2 separate regions of the Salvelinus alpinus genome follow, and region 2 is linked to region 1. The links are chromatin contacts, called in public Hi-C maps. All regions are on one chromosome and are shown on one strand. Each heading gives the region's core, a stretch centred on a gene start, on an enhancer-like site or on the middle of the called end of the contact. The rest is flanking DNA. Distances are from core to core; before and after follow the strand shown.

Region 1 (6,617 bases), core at 1,762-4,261:
GTTTCAGGCTTGCATTCTGAAAAATTAGGAAGTAAGAGCAGTCTGAATGAGTGGACCCTAAAGTGTCACAGAGCTTTTTCATGTGCGCGACCGAGAGAGTGCCTTTCTTGTTTACCTTTTATATTGACGACGTTATTGTCCGGTTGAAATATTATCGATTATTTAGGCTAAAAACAACCTGAGGATTGAATATAAACATCGTTTGACATGTTTCTATGAACTTTACGGATACAATTTGGATTTTTTGTCTGCCTGATTTGACTGCGTTTCAGCCTGTGGATTACTGAAGAAAACGTGCGAACAAAACTGAGGTTTTTGGATATAAAGAGACTTTATCGAACAAAAGGAACATTTATTGAGTAAATGAATGTCTTTAGTGTGCAACCATATGAAGATCATCAAAGGTAAGGGATTAATTGTATCTCTATTTCTGACTTGTGTAACTCTTCTACTTGGCTGGTTACTGTTTGTAATGATTTGTCTGCTGGGCTATGTTCTCAAATAATCGTAAGGTATGCTTTCGCCGTAAAGCATTTTTAAAATCTGACGTGGTTGGATTCACAAGAAGTTAATCTTTAAACGTATGTAAAATATGTTTTGTTTTCTGAATTTTTATAATGAGTATTTCTGTATTTGAATTTTGCGCCCAGCAGTTTCACTGGCTGTTGAAGAGGTGGGACGCTAACGTCTCACGTACCCAAGAGAGGTTAACAAAGTCGACGAAATTAGGGCAAGAGTTGCTTTCCAAAGAGATATCCGGGATTGTAACATACTCTGTTTCACGGAGACATGGCTAGCTGGGGACATGCTGTCGGAGTTCGTACAGCCAACGGGATTTTCAGTGCATTGCGCCGAAAGGAACAAACATCTATCTGGTAAGAAGAAGGGCGGGAGTGTTTCATGATATAATCGTAACAACATACAAGAACTCAAGTCTTTTTGTTCACCTGACATAGAATTCCCCACAATCAAATGCCGACCGTATTATCTCCCAAGAGAACTCTCCTCGGTTATCGTCACAGCCGTGTATATCCCCCCGCAAGTGGATACCAAGACGGCCATCAAGGAACTTCACTGGACTAAAGGCAAACTGGAAACCATATATCCTGAGGCTGCATTTATTGTAGCTGGGGATTTTAACAAAGCTAATCTGAGAACAAGGCTACCTAAATTATATCAGCATATCGATTGCAGTACACGAGTGAGTAACACACTTGACCACTGCTACTCTAACTTCCGCGATGCATACAAGGCCCTCCCCCGCCCTCCTTTTGGCAAATCTGACCATGACTCCATCTTGTTGCTTCCCTCCTATAGACATAAACTAAAACAGGAAGCGCCCGTGCTTAGGTCTATCCAACACTGGTCTGACCAATCAGAATCCAGGCTTCAAGATTGCTTCGATCACGTGGCCTGAGATATGTTCCGGGTAGCCTAAGACAATAACATTGACGTATACGCTGACTCGGTGAGCGAGTTTACAAGGAAATGTATTGGAGATGTTATACCCACTGTGACTATTAAACACAACTGTAGGCCTCTCCAGAGGGTGGTGCGGTCTGCACAAAAGATCATCGGGGGTAAACTACCTGCCCTCCAGGACACCTACAACACCCGATGTCACAGGAAGGCAAAAAATATCATCAAGGACAATAACCACCCAAGCCACTGCCTGTTCACCCCGCTTCCATCCAGAAGGCGAGGTCAGTACAGGTGATCAAAGTTGGGACAGAGAGATTGAATAACAGATTCTATCTCAAGGCTATCAGATTGTTAAACAGCCACCACTAGCACAGAGAGGCGGCTGCCTACCTACAGACTTGATATCATTGGCCACTTTAATAAATGGAGCACTAGTCACTTTAATAATGACACTTTAAGGATGTTTACATATCTTGCATTACTCATTTCATATGTACATTTTATACTGTATACTGCATCCTTCGCTATCTATTATTTACTATCTATTGCATCTTAGCCGCTCTGTCACTGCTCATCCACATGTTTTATATTTATATATCCTCATCCCATTCCTTTATTAGATTGTGTGTATTATGTTTTGTTGTGGAATTGTTAGATATTACCTGTTAGATACTGCTGCACCGTCGGATCTAGAAGCATACGCATTTTGTTACACTCGCAATAACATCTGCTAACCATGTGTATGTGACCAATAACATTTGATTTGATTTGATTTAATTGTGATTGTGTGCCATTCAGAGTGTCAATGGGCAAGACAAAAGATTTAAGTGCCTTTGAACTGGGTATGGTAGTAGGTGCCAGGCGCACTGGTTTGTGTCAAGAACTGCAATGCTGCTAGGTTTTTCACTCTCAATAGTTTCCCGTGTGTATCAAGAATGGTCCACCACCCAAAGGACACAACTGTGCAAAGTATTGGAGTCAAAATAGGCCAGCATCCCTGTGGAATGCTTTCGACACCTTATAGAGTCCATGCCCCGACAAATTGAGGCTGTTCTGACGGCAAAAGGGGGTCGGGTTTGGTATACTCAGTGTAGATGTATAATCATCTTGTGAAGATATGCATCTTTGGTCTAGTTTACTACTAACATACCACATTAAAAGCATCATGGTTTCACTCATAGATATACAGAGAGGCCTTAAAAGCAAAAATACTTCAGTATTGCAATACTAAATCTGCAGATAAATCCCTGAGTATGACGTCAATGCTCGTTGACACGTTCTGCATTCAGAGATGTGACAGTACGTCTGTGGACTCACCCTCTCCTCCTCTGGAGTGAGGTTGGGCATCCTGACGGGTGCATGTGGCACACTGGGGTCCCGGCCCCGATTGGATGGCATGGGGTCCAGAGGCAGGCCGCTACACAACTCCTTCAGGTTTGACATCCTGTCCACTGTGTCCTGTCACACTATGGGCAATTTAAGCAGGATCAGAGGAGAGACAAACCCAGAGAGACACACAATGTCTGGGAACGCAGGAAAATGGGCACGCAGCTCTGTAGCTCACTGCTGACAACTGTTTATCAGAGTAAAGGGTCTGTAGTCTGTGGGACAGCTACCTGTATAAGGTTGAGATAAGGGTCACCCTCCTATCGCCACTCCCATTGGCTATCTGGCCTCTTTCCCCTCCTCACCCCACCAATAGCAGGGCAGAGCCAGAGAAGGGTGTGTGGTAATAATTTATTTTCTAGTGAACATGATGTTGCACACGCTTCAGTCGACAAACACTGGGGATGTATCCCAAAAGGCACCCTATTCCCTAAGTAGTGCATGACTTATGACTAGAGCCAGCCTTATGGGCCTTAATAAAAAGTAGTACACTACTTAAGGAATAGGGTTCCATTTAGGATGCAAACGAGCACTGACCTCTGACCACTCAGCTAAAACATGTAACTCAGTTACACAAAAGAAAAACACACTCACATGCGCATCTCAGAACCTTTGGCAAGGCCCATGTTACCCCCACACAAACACACCTTAAGAGTCCACCCGTGATTCAATCTAAATAATAGAATAAAGAAATCCCCATCAAAATCTGTCAGTTAAGCTATAGATATCATGTTTTTTGCTTGGTCTGTGTCTCAATCCACTGCATCAGCATATGTCAGCCTTCCGCATCTGCAGTGGAAGGTGGCCGAGCTACAGCAGTGTTTGTCAGACCATGAGACATCCCGAGAATCTGTCTTCGCACGAAAACGTACAAATCAACTTGCAAGATTGCCAGCCTCCTAACGTTAGCCCTACTAGCTTGCTAATGTTAGCCCTACCAGACTGCTAATGTTACGTTAGCAACTGGCTGACTCATTCAGTGATATCAACACTTAGTTTGCAGCTACATTAAAATAAACCAACGTTTTGGAAAAACAGAACGCCATCTAACCAGTTATCGAAGAATGTTAGCTTTATGCAGTTATCACAGCCAGCAAGCTAGCCAGCAAGCTAACGTTGGCTATTTAGCCACCTAGCTATTAGCTTAACCAGCCTAGCCAACCACCATGGTTATTGTTGTCAAGCTAGAGCCCAACTACTGGAGACCAGCTAGAACCCAATTAATGATACACAACTAAAACATAAACAAAGAGAGAGCAGAGACTTACAGATTGATGGCTGGGGCCCATCTGATGTTAAAACTTTTAAAAGAGTGCAGGCTGAGTTAGCAACCAAAGCGAGGGGGAGGCGGTGCTTCAACGGGCCGATAGAGTCAGGGAAATCCTGGAAAATAAATCCTAAATAGATAGATTCCAGATGTCAGTCAGCTAGTGCTCTAGCACTAAGCCAAGGTGGAAAAAGTTACAAAACTCCCGAAGCCTACTTCACAGAGTACATGGCGAAAAGTTTATAAAACTAAAAGGAGAACAGACGAGGTACTACACAATTAGAGAAGCAGGTATGAATTTCTCTTTCATTTTGAGCCCATGTCAAGAAGGCACCAGAGCCTACCGTGCTAAAGGGTTCCCACTAGATAACACAGCACAATGTCTGTGAAGAGCATGAGGTGTGGCTAACATTAGTCAGCTTGAGCTAGCTACTGAGATAGCACCGAGTAGATCCTACATATGATGTTGAGAAATAGTAAATTGTGGATAGTTTAGAAGATATCCGGAAATAAGTTAATAAATATGTAATAACCCCAAAACATAACGATGTTTGTACTTATAGGTAACCAGATTGTGACTACAACTAAGTTAATAAGTCTTTGACCACACTATGTTGTTACATTTGGTATTTGGTGTTTTATTAGGATCCCCATTAGCTATTGTGATCGCAGCAGCTACTCTTCCTGGGATCCACACAAAACATGAAATAATACAGAACATTAAGAGACAAGAATAGCTCAAGGACAGAACTACATACATTTAAAACATAGCATTATATAGATATTATATTCTCCCCTACACAGCCTAGATATCAGTACATACACACAAAATACCTAAGTCAAATAGGGGAGAGGCGTTGTGCGGTGAGGTGTTGCTTTATCTGTTTTGTTTTTTTTAAACCAGGTTTGCTGTTCACTTGAGCAATCTGAGATGGAGTTCCATGCAATCATGGCTCTATATAATAGTCTAAGTTTTCTTGAATTTGTTCTGGATTTGGGGACTGTGAAAAGACACCTGGTGGCATGTCTGGTGGGGTAAGTGTGGGTGTCAGTGCTGTGTGTAAATTGACTATGCAATCAATTTGGCATTTTCAACACATGAATGTTTCTTATAAAAACAAGAAGTGATGCAGTCAGTTGCTCCTCTACTTTTAGCCAAGAGAGACTGGCATGCATAGTATTGATATTAGCCCTTTGATAACAGTGAAGAGAAAGATGTACCACTCTGTTCTGGGCCAGCTGTAATTTTTCTAGGTCTTTCTTTGCAGCACCTGACCATATGACTGGTCAATAATCAAGATAAGATAAAACTAGACCCTGCATGACTTGATTTGTGGAGTGTGGTGTCAAAAAAGCAGAGCATAGGGCCTCCCGGGTGGCGCAGTGGTCTAGGGTACTGCATCGCAGCGCTAGCTGTGCCACCAGAGATTCTGGGTTTGCGAGGTCCGTGGGGCGAAGCACAATTGGCCTAGCGTCGTCCGGGTTAGGGAGGGTTTGGCCGGTAGGGATATCCTTGTCCCTTCACGCACCAGCGACTCCCGTGGTGGGCCGGCGGCAGTGCGCGCTAACCAAGGTCGCCAGGTGCACGGTGTTTCCTCCGGCACATTGGTGCGGCTGGCTTCCGGGTTGGATGCGCGCTGTGTTAAGTTAAGAAGCAGTACGGCTTGGTTGGGTTGTGTTTCGGAGGACGCATGGCTTTCGACCTTCGTCTCTCCCGAGCCCGTACGGGAGTTGTAGCCATGAGACAAGATTGTAATTACTAACAATTGGATACCACGAAATTGGGGAGAAAAAGGGGCTAAAATTATTTCTTTTTTAAGAGAAAAAAAAAGCAGAGCAATTTTTTATGACGGACAGAGGTCTGTCCGTCATAAAAAGATGCTCTGCTTTTTTTAAAATCTTTTTAAAATCTTTAAAAAAAAAAACTTTTACACCCTTTTTCTCCCCAATTTCATGGTATCCAATTGTTAGTAATTACTATCTTGTCTCATCGCTACAACGCTACAACTCCCATCTTCACAACCATTGAATCAATATGCACAAATTGGGGTATTGTTGTATGGTGGTATTGAAACTTTTGTGTTGTGGATATGTGGTGGTGTAGGGATGTTATGTGATGAACTGTTTTATCTTTAGCTCATTCAGTACAAACATAGTTCAACTGATTTATCTTTTATTTTATATGTAAAGTGGGTGCTTTGGTGTGTTTGAACCCCAGGAAGAGTAGCTGCTGCCCTGTTTTGACCATGACAGTTTACAATCCAAGGCGACACCAAGTAATTTAGTCTCACTCAACAGCCACATTATTCATTACCAGATTCAGCTGAGGTCTAGAACTTAGGGAATGATTTGTACCAAATGTAATGTTCTTAGTTTTAGATATGTTTAGGACTAGTTTATTACTAGCCACCCATTCTAAAACTGACTACAACTCTGTTTAGGGTTGCAGTGATTTCACTAGCTGTGGTTGCTGACACGTATAGGGATGAATCATTAGCATACATAGATACACAGGCTTTGTTTAATGCCAGTGGCAGGTCAT
Region 2 (6,611 bases), core at 68-2,567, 170 kb after region 1:
GGACATAAAGTTTGTATGTGAAAACTACTTCTAAGACACATACATTCAGTTGTTCTGAAAACACTTCACTCGCGCTAAAGAGGGAGGCTCACTCGGATGGTTCTAGCAAATATGCAGATCAAATACACCGCTGGAACGCCGATTAAGGTGATTACATGTTCTAATCATTTGAAAGATAGCTCAGAAAACCAGGTGTTTTAATTAATCGGCATATGCTTACTTCGATTTTGACCTTGAGCTGTTACCATGAATATTGCATAATCAGTTTAATATCAAATCATTAGAATGCATGTAAACATACCCAATGTTGTACAGAGCCATGTATTTAAAGAGTTGGGCCAATGCAGTTTCTGCATTATGGTGTATTTACTTAACACTTCAACATTCTATGGCAGCCATGCTACTGTAGCTCTCCATTAACAGTACATGGGGATTATTTAAAAAATACGGTAAAACTGAATGTCTATGAGCCTTGTGATGCATTTACATAACACTACAACATTTTATGGTAGCCATGTTATGTTCCTATTAACATTAAATGGGGATTATTTTAACAATGCTATGTAAATATTTTAAAAATGTTATGTAACTGAACGTCTTGTCTATACATTGTCCTAAAAAAAGTTGTCCTAACTCTCTATGGCTTTGATGTTGTTCAGTCCTGTGTCATAATCAGTGTAATTACCAGATACATTCTATTCCATAAAAGGAAAATCCTGTAACCTGGTGATGTCATAAGTGGTCTACAAAACAATTTGAAGCTATGGCAATTTGAACTATGCAGTTATGGGTACCTAATTTATTTATTTTTTCTTTAAAGGTAAGACAGTTGTACTCATATTTTCCCAAAATCAACCGGATACTTCATTCGTTGAAATTAGCATTGAACGGAGGGGAAATCTATTAATTGATAGTACAGATTTTTGTCCATATAATTATGGTTAGAATCAATGCACTGTACATCATGATTTCTTAGTTAAGTAGTTTATGCACTGTTAAAATGGTATTTATACACATCGTCCTGTTGAAAGGCAGCTCTGTCAGGAGCCTACTGTATATGAGCCATGCTGAAGATCTGAGACGGGGCTGGAGGTTGGGCGAGGAAAAAATCACCACATCTGTCATTGTGATGGTTTTTTTGCTTTAAAGAGATATTTTACCGTCTAATGCAGCCCTCGCATAAATTATGCTCACTCCACTCTCTTTGCCTGCACTCTATCACGCCTGCCTCCCCACCGCTGGCCCTTTTAGCTGGATTAGAGCGAGGTGACAATGTTGGGCCTGCCCCCCTCAGCCAGCCATGGTGCCTCTGACACCTCTCATATCAGCATAGATGGGGCAGGGGCTGTGGCAGAGATGGGAGCTGTGGACAGAGGGGCTGAAGGGTCAGTGGTTGTCGAGGTGCAACGAACACACACTGCTCTGGAGAAGCTGCAGCAGAAGATCACTGAGCAGATTCGCATAGAACAGGAGGCACGAGATGACAACGTGGCTGAGTACTTCAAGCTGGCCCACAATGCCAACAGGCATCAGGCTTTCCGTATCAGACAGGTGTTTGAGAAGAAGAACCAGAAGTCTGCACAGACCATCACCCACCTGCACAAGAAGCTAGAGCATTATCGCAAGAAGTTGAAGGAGCTACAGCAGGTGTGTGTGTGTGTGTGTGTGTGTGTGTGTGTGTGTGTGTGTGTGTGTGTGTGTGTGTGTGTGTGTGTGTGTGTGTGTGTGTGTGTGTGTGTGTGTGTGTGTGTGTGTGTGTGTGTGTGTGTGTGTGTGTGTGTGTGTGTGTGTGTGTGTGAGTGAGTGAGTGAGTGTGTGAGTGTGTGAGAGAGAGAGAGAAACAGAGAGAGAGAGAGATGGGTCCTCCATGTCTCAGTGGTCTTCTTTTGAGTTTGCACCGTTTCCCCTTTCACATTACCTCCTTCTCCTTATAGCATGGTCTAGGCCAGCTGCATAAGGATGTGCTGGTGGACATGCAGCAGGGGCTGAAGGATGTAGGGGCCAACGTACGAGCAGGGATCAGTGGCTTTGGTGGAGGTGTGGTGGAGGGGGTCAAAGGAGGGGTGTCAGAACTTACCCATACTGCTGTGGTATCTAAGCCAAAAGAGTTTTCCAGCTTGATCTGCAACAAATTCGACAGCACAGACACCATAGAGGACACGGTAGAGGGGCATTCAGACGACGCACCCCTGAGTGGCAGCTTCACCTTGGCCTCCAGCCCCAAGTACGGCAGTGATGACGAGTGCTCCGGGGCCGGGGGACAAGGGGGGATGTTAGGGCTGGGGCCGGCCAGGCTGGATGGGCACCACCATCACAGTTCCTGGGACAACCAGCCGGTAGGCCTGCAGGAGATCAAGGCCAGCCAGGCCCACATGGAGGACGCCATCGAGGACATGAAGAGTCAGCTGCAGAGTGACTACTCCTACATGAACCAGTGCCTGCAGGAGGAGAGATACAGGTATGAGCGACTGGAAGAGCAGCTGAATGACCTGACAGAGCTGCACCAGAAGGAGATGTCCAACCTGAAACATGAGCTGGCCAGCATGGAGGAGAAAGTGGCCTACCAGTCTGATGAGATAACCCGAGACTCTCAGGTAAAGAGGCAGACACTGTGTATAAGCAGCTGTGTAGTGGAGGGTAAACACATGTAAATGCATTTTATTCACCTTTTTTATTTTGAATATTTACCCACCTTTTACAGAAAAATGCAATGAAAGTTTAGGGAGCATTACTTTACTCACTGCGAACTACGATCAGCGGTTACCAACCATTTTTTTTTACCACTACAGCACTGTGTATAAGATGTACTGAAACACACTGACGTACCACACACCCCCGCAGCTCCCGCAAGGCAATATTTTGGAGGTTGGGTCCCCCCTGTCCAGATAGAAAATGAACACGTCATACATTTTTAGAATGACAGGAAATTAGCTATAAAACTGCAAAATGTTCTCTCAGCCTCGTGGCAAAATATGTAGAATAGCAGGAAATTAGCTTTAAAAATTCTAAATTCTCAGCCTCATTGCAAAATGTGTAGAATAGCATGAGATTAGCTATAAAACTGCTCATCTTTCTCACAGCCTCATGGCAAAATGGGCTCCTCAAGTATGAGTGCAGATCAGAGCCTATACTGTAGTACCCCTGAAGCTGTTGGAACTTTATGTTTGGTGTGTTTGTATTTGTACATATTATGTTATATGTGTGTGTTTGTACAGGAGGCGGTGGAGTCATGCCTGACCCGCATCACTAAGTTGGAGCTGCAGCAGCAGCAGCAGGTGGTGCAGTTGGAGGGTGTGGAGAACGCCAACGCCCGCGCCCTGCTGGGCAAACTCATCAACATTATCCTGGCTGTCATGGCCGTAGTGCTGGTGTTCGTCTCCACCCCAGCCAACTTCATCACTCCGCTCATAAAGACCCAAGATCGGGGGGCCGCCACCATCCTACTGGCCCTTTTTCTGTTCGTCCTTTGGAAGCACTGGGACTTCCTGGTGCTCTGGCTACTGCCAGGCTGAGCCCTCCACAGGCCAATACCTACACACATTGTTTAAACTTGACCTACCACCTATGAGATATAAATAAATCTTGATACATATGTGGCTGAGAAGATAAGCTTTAAAAAAATATATACATATTTTTCAACACAAATTGTACCCGCATTTAATCCAAATATTTTTAAACAATATACAGAATATAAAATGTTTTTTTCATCTCATCTCAGGCCAAGGAAAGCCTACACTGCTGCCTGCAACATTGAACCACTCCAGAATGCCTGACTCATTATTCTGATGTTGCAGGCAGCTAATAATTTTTTTGTAATCAATTTAATTCAGCACTTAATCAGATCCACGAGGAGCCTAATGAATAATTCAGTGTCGTCCTCTGAGAACCTCCTGGGGTCAAAAACAAACGCTTTTCTGACAGGCAGCTAGCTAGCTACGTCACACAACCGCCACACTGCTGCACACCTCAGCAAGAATAGAATCTGAACTTAATAGTTGCCTGCCCTACAGTAGCTTGCTTGAATTTGGAGACTGAGCAATTAGACTATAGGCTGCCGCAGTGCAATATACTGTATATGATATCTAGAGGTGGTTGTGGTTTCAAAACTATGGGCTAGTGTGGAACACAGTTGTGTAAATCTGTTCTTTGATTGTGGGTGTAAGTTGGGTGTAAATAAAAAATCAATAGGCCTACAAAGCAAGCCTAGGTGGAATTGGCCTGTCTGACCTACTTTTCTAGGCTACATGCTCTCCACAGGCAAATTCTAATGAAAATGGCCTTGCTGACAGTCTACCTTTCTAGTTTTTCCCACAGCCTGTGGTTGGTACATGCGTAGGAGCATTGCCATGCTTAGGCTATATGCTGTTACAGGCGAGAGCTTCGGTAGTTGTGGGGGTGGTGGTTTAGCTCACAGATGCATCACTATGCATCTACATTCTCATCCAGTGTTGACTCTAACCATAAGTGTTTATTCTATCTCTAAATTCATTAAAGGCCCAGTGCACTCAAAAACTAGATTTTTTTGTGTTTTATATACACTGATGTTGAGTTGCACTCTACAAGGTGTCGAAAGCATTCCACAGGAATGCTGGCCTATGTTGACTCTAATGCTTCCCACAGTTGTGTCGAATTGGCTGGACGTCCTTTGAGTGGCGGAACATTCTTGATACACACAGCAAACTGTTGAGCGTGAAAAACCCAGCAGCGTTGCAGTTCTTAACACAAACCGGTGCGCCTGGCACCTACTACCATACCCCGTTCAAAGGCAGTTAAATTTTTTGTCTTGCTCATTCACACTGAATGGCACACATACCTAATCCATGTCTCAATTGTCTCAAGGCTTAAAAATCCTTTAACCTGTCTCCTCCCCTTCATCTGTACTGATTGAAATGGAATTAACAAGTGACATCAATAAGGGATCATTGCTTCCGCCTGGATTCACCTGGTCAGTCTATGTCATGGAAAGAGTGTTCTTGATGTTTTGTATACTCAGTGTATGTTTCCACGGTATGAGGTTGGAATAATACTGTGAAATTGTGAACATTATGATAACTCCCTTTTGGTATAAGAGCGGTTTGAAAAGAAATTTCAATCTGTTTAGGTTGGATGGAGTTTTGGCCTGCCTGCTGACATAATCAAGTAGTAAATTAGTTAATAGACCAATAAGAAAGATAGTTCCAAACCTCTGCCAATAACAGCTAGTTTTCAATTTTCCACTCCCCACTCAGACCACTCCCAGACAGTCCTAGCAAAAATCTTGCTTGAGAAATAGCTCTTTGCTAAGAAGCGATTTTTGTATATTTTTGACCATTTTAATTGAAAACATTCACAGTAAGGTACTTAATTGTTACCCAGAAATGATTTGATATTGAGATGAAAATGGCTGCATTAGACCTTTAAAGCAGAGACTTGCATTTCTAATGGAGGGGGCTATGCAGTGCTTTCTCTTTGTTACTCACTGTGTCCTGTTCCTCTCTCTCCCTCCCCTCCAGTCTTCCTGCCTTTCCCACTAATCCCACTTTCCCCTCCTATTTTCTCTTTCTTCGCATCCGTGCTCCCCACTCCTCCCTATCTCTCGCTCTCTCTCTCTTTTTCTCCTGCTTCTATTCTTGCCAATCTCTCTCTTTTCTTTCTCTCTCTCACTAACACACACTCTCTCTGCTGTTTTTCTCCCTCTCTTTCTACCTCTCCCGTTTCTCTCTCCCCCAAGGTGACTTTCATTCCTATATAGGCACTGCAGAGGTTTTCCTTTGTTCTGGAAGGCATAAGAGATGAGAGAGATGAGGAACAAAGACTAAGGGGGGAAAGAGAAGGAAAGGGATGAGATGAAGGACAGAGTTAGGTATAGAGAAGGGAACTAATAGGATTAACAGAGGGGTAAAAATCCTTATTGTTATTTGTCGCGTAACCATATCAGTATGGTGCACACACATGCACACCCACACAAATACAAAACAACAACATACTGGACGTTAACAATCTGGCTTAATAAGGTAAGGAGGGTGTTAAGAGGAGAGGTGAGTTGGAGTGTATAGTAATGGAAGGTGTCAGTAGAGGGCAAGTTTACCTGAACACACCAGCATTCATTTTCATTAGCTTCCTATTGTCACAGCATTGTAGAGAGGGAGGAAGGGATAACATATTTTTATTAAAGAAGAGCAGAGTGGCTGCAGTCAGCAGTAAATACTGTAAGAATCTGGGACAGAGATGCTAAATTTAGGGATCAGAGAAAGAAGAGGGAGTGGGCTAGCAAGGGGTGAAGAATGGAGTAGGGCTATTGTAGGATAACTTTTATGCCATCTATATGGATGTATGATCTCTGTGGTAATTTGTTTCTGCACAGGGTGAACTTTAAATTACTCTATCCAAAGGAATTGTATTGTCCTCTCAGGAATTCTGTCTTATTTACATTGGTCTCATCCCCCACACCAGCCATTAGATGCTGTAACATCCTGTGGAGATTGGGCCTGGGTGGTCAGGTTACTGTAAACTTGGTATCGTTTGAATGGTTAATGGTGGTGGTTGGATTTGGTTTGAAAAAGTTACATTTTCAAATGTTATAAATATAATGAAATTACACTCTTTGTTCAGTCTCTTAACCTGCAGCCTGT

Evidence for each region. Hi-C and Micro-C count contacts between places; a contact is called where the count stands out from the background.
Region 2: a contact with region 1 is called in a Hi-C map of muscle, with 3 times the contacts expected there. The contact joins the promoter of LOC139535828 here to the promoter of uroc1 in region 1. A contact is called at or near these places in 2 of 3 Hi-C or Micro-C datasets (muscle and red muscle).

Annotation. Positions count from the first base shown.
Region 1 is chr12:28,855,783-28,862,399 of SLU_Salpinus.1, forward strand. uroc1 (urocanate hydratase 1) reads right to left here and starts at 3,012. Exons shown (of 19, transcript XM_071335675.1): 1 at 2,740-3,012. The coding sequence starts at 2,865.
Region 2 is chr12:29,025,740-29,032,350 of SLU_Salpinus.1, forward strand. It overlaps LOC139535828 (transmembrane and coiled-coil domains protein 2-like), which reads left to right and starts at 1,318. Exons shown (of 3, transcript XM_071335660.1): 1 at 1,318-1,647; 2 at 1,935-2,594; 3 at 3,216-6,611. The coding sequence starts at 1,357. The coding sequence ends at 3,512.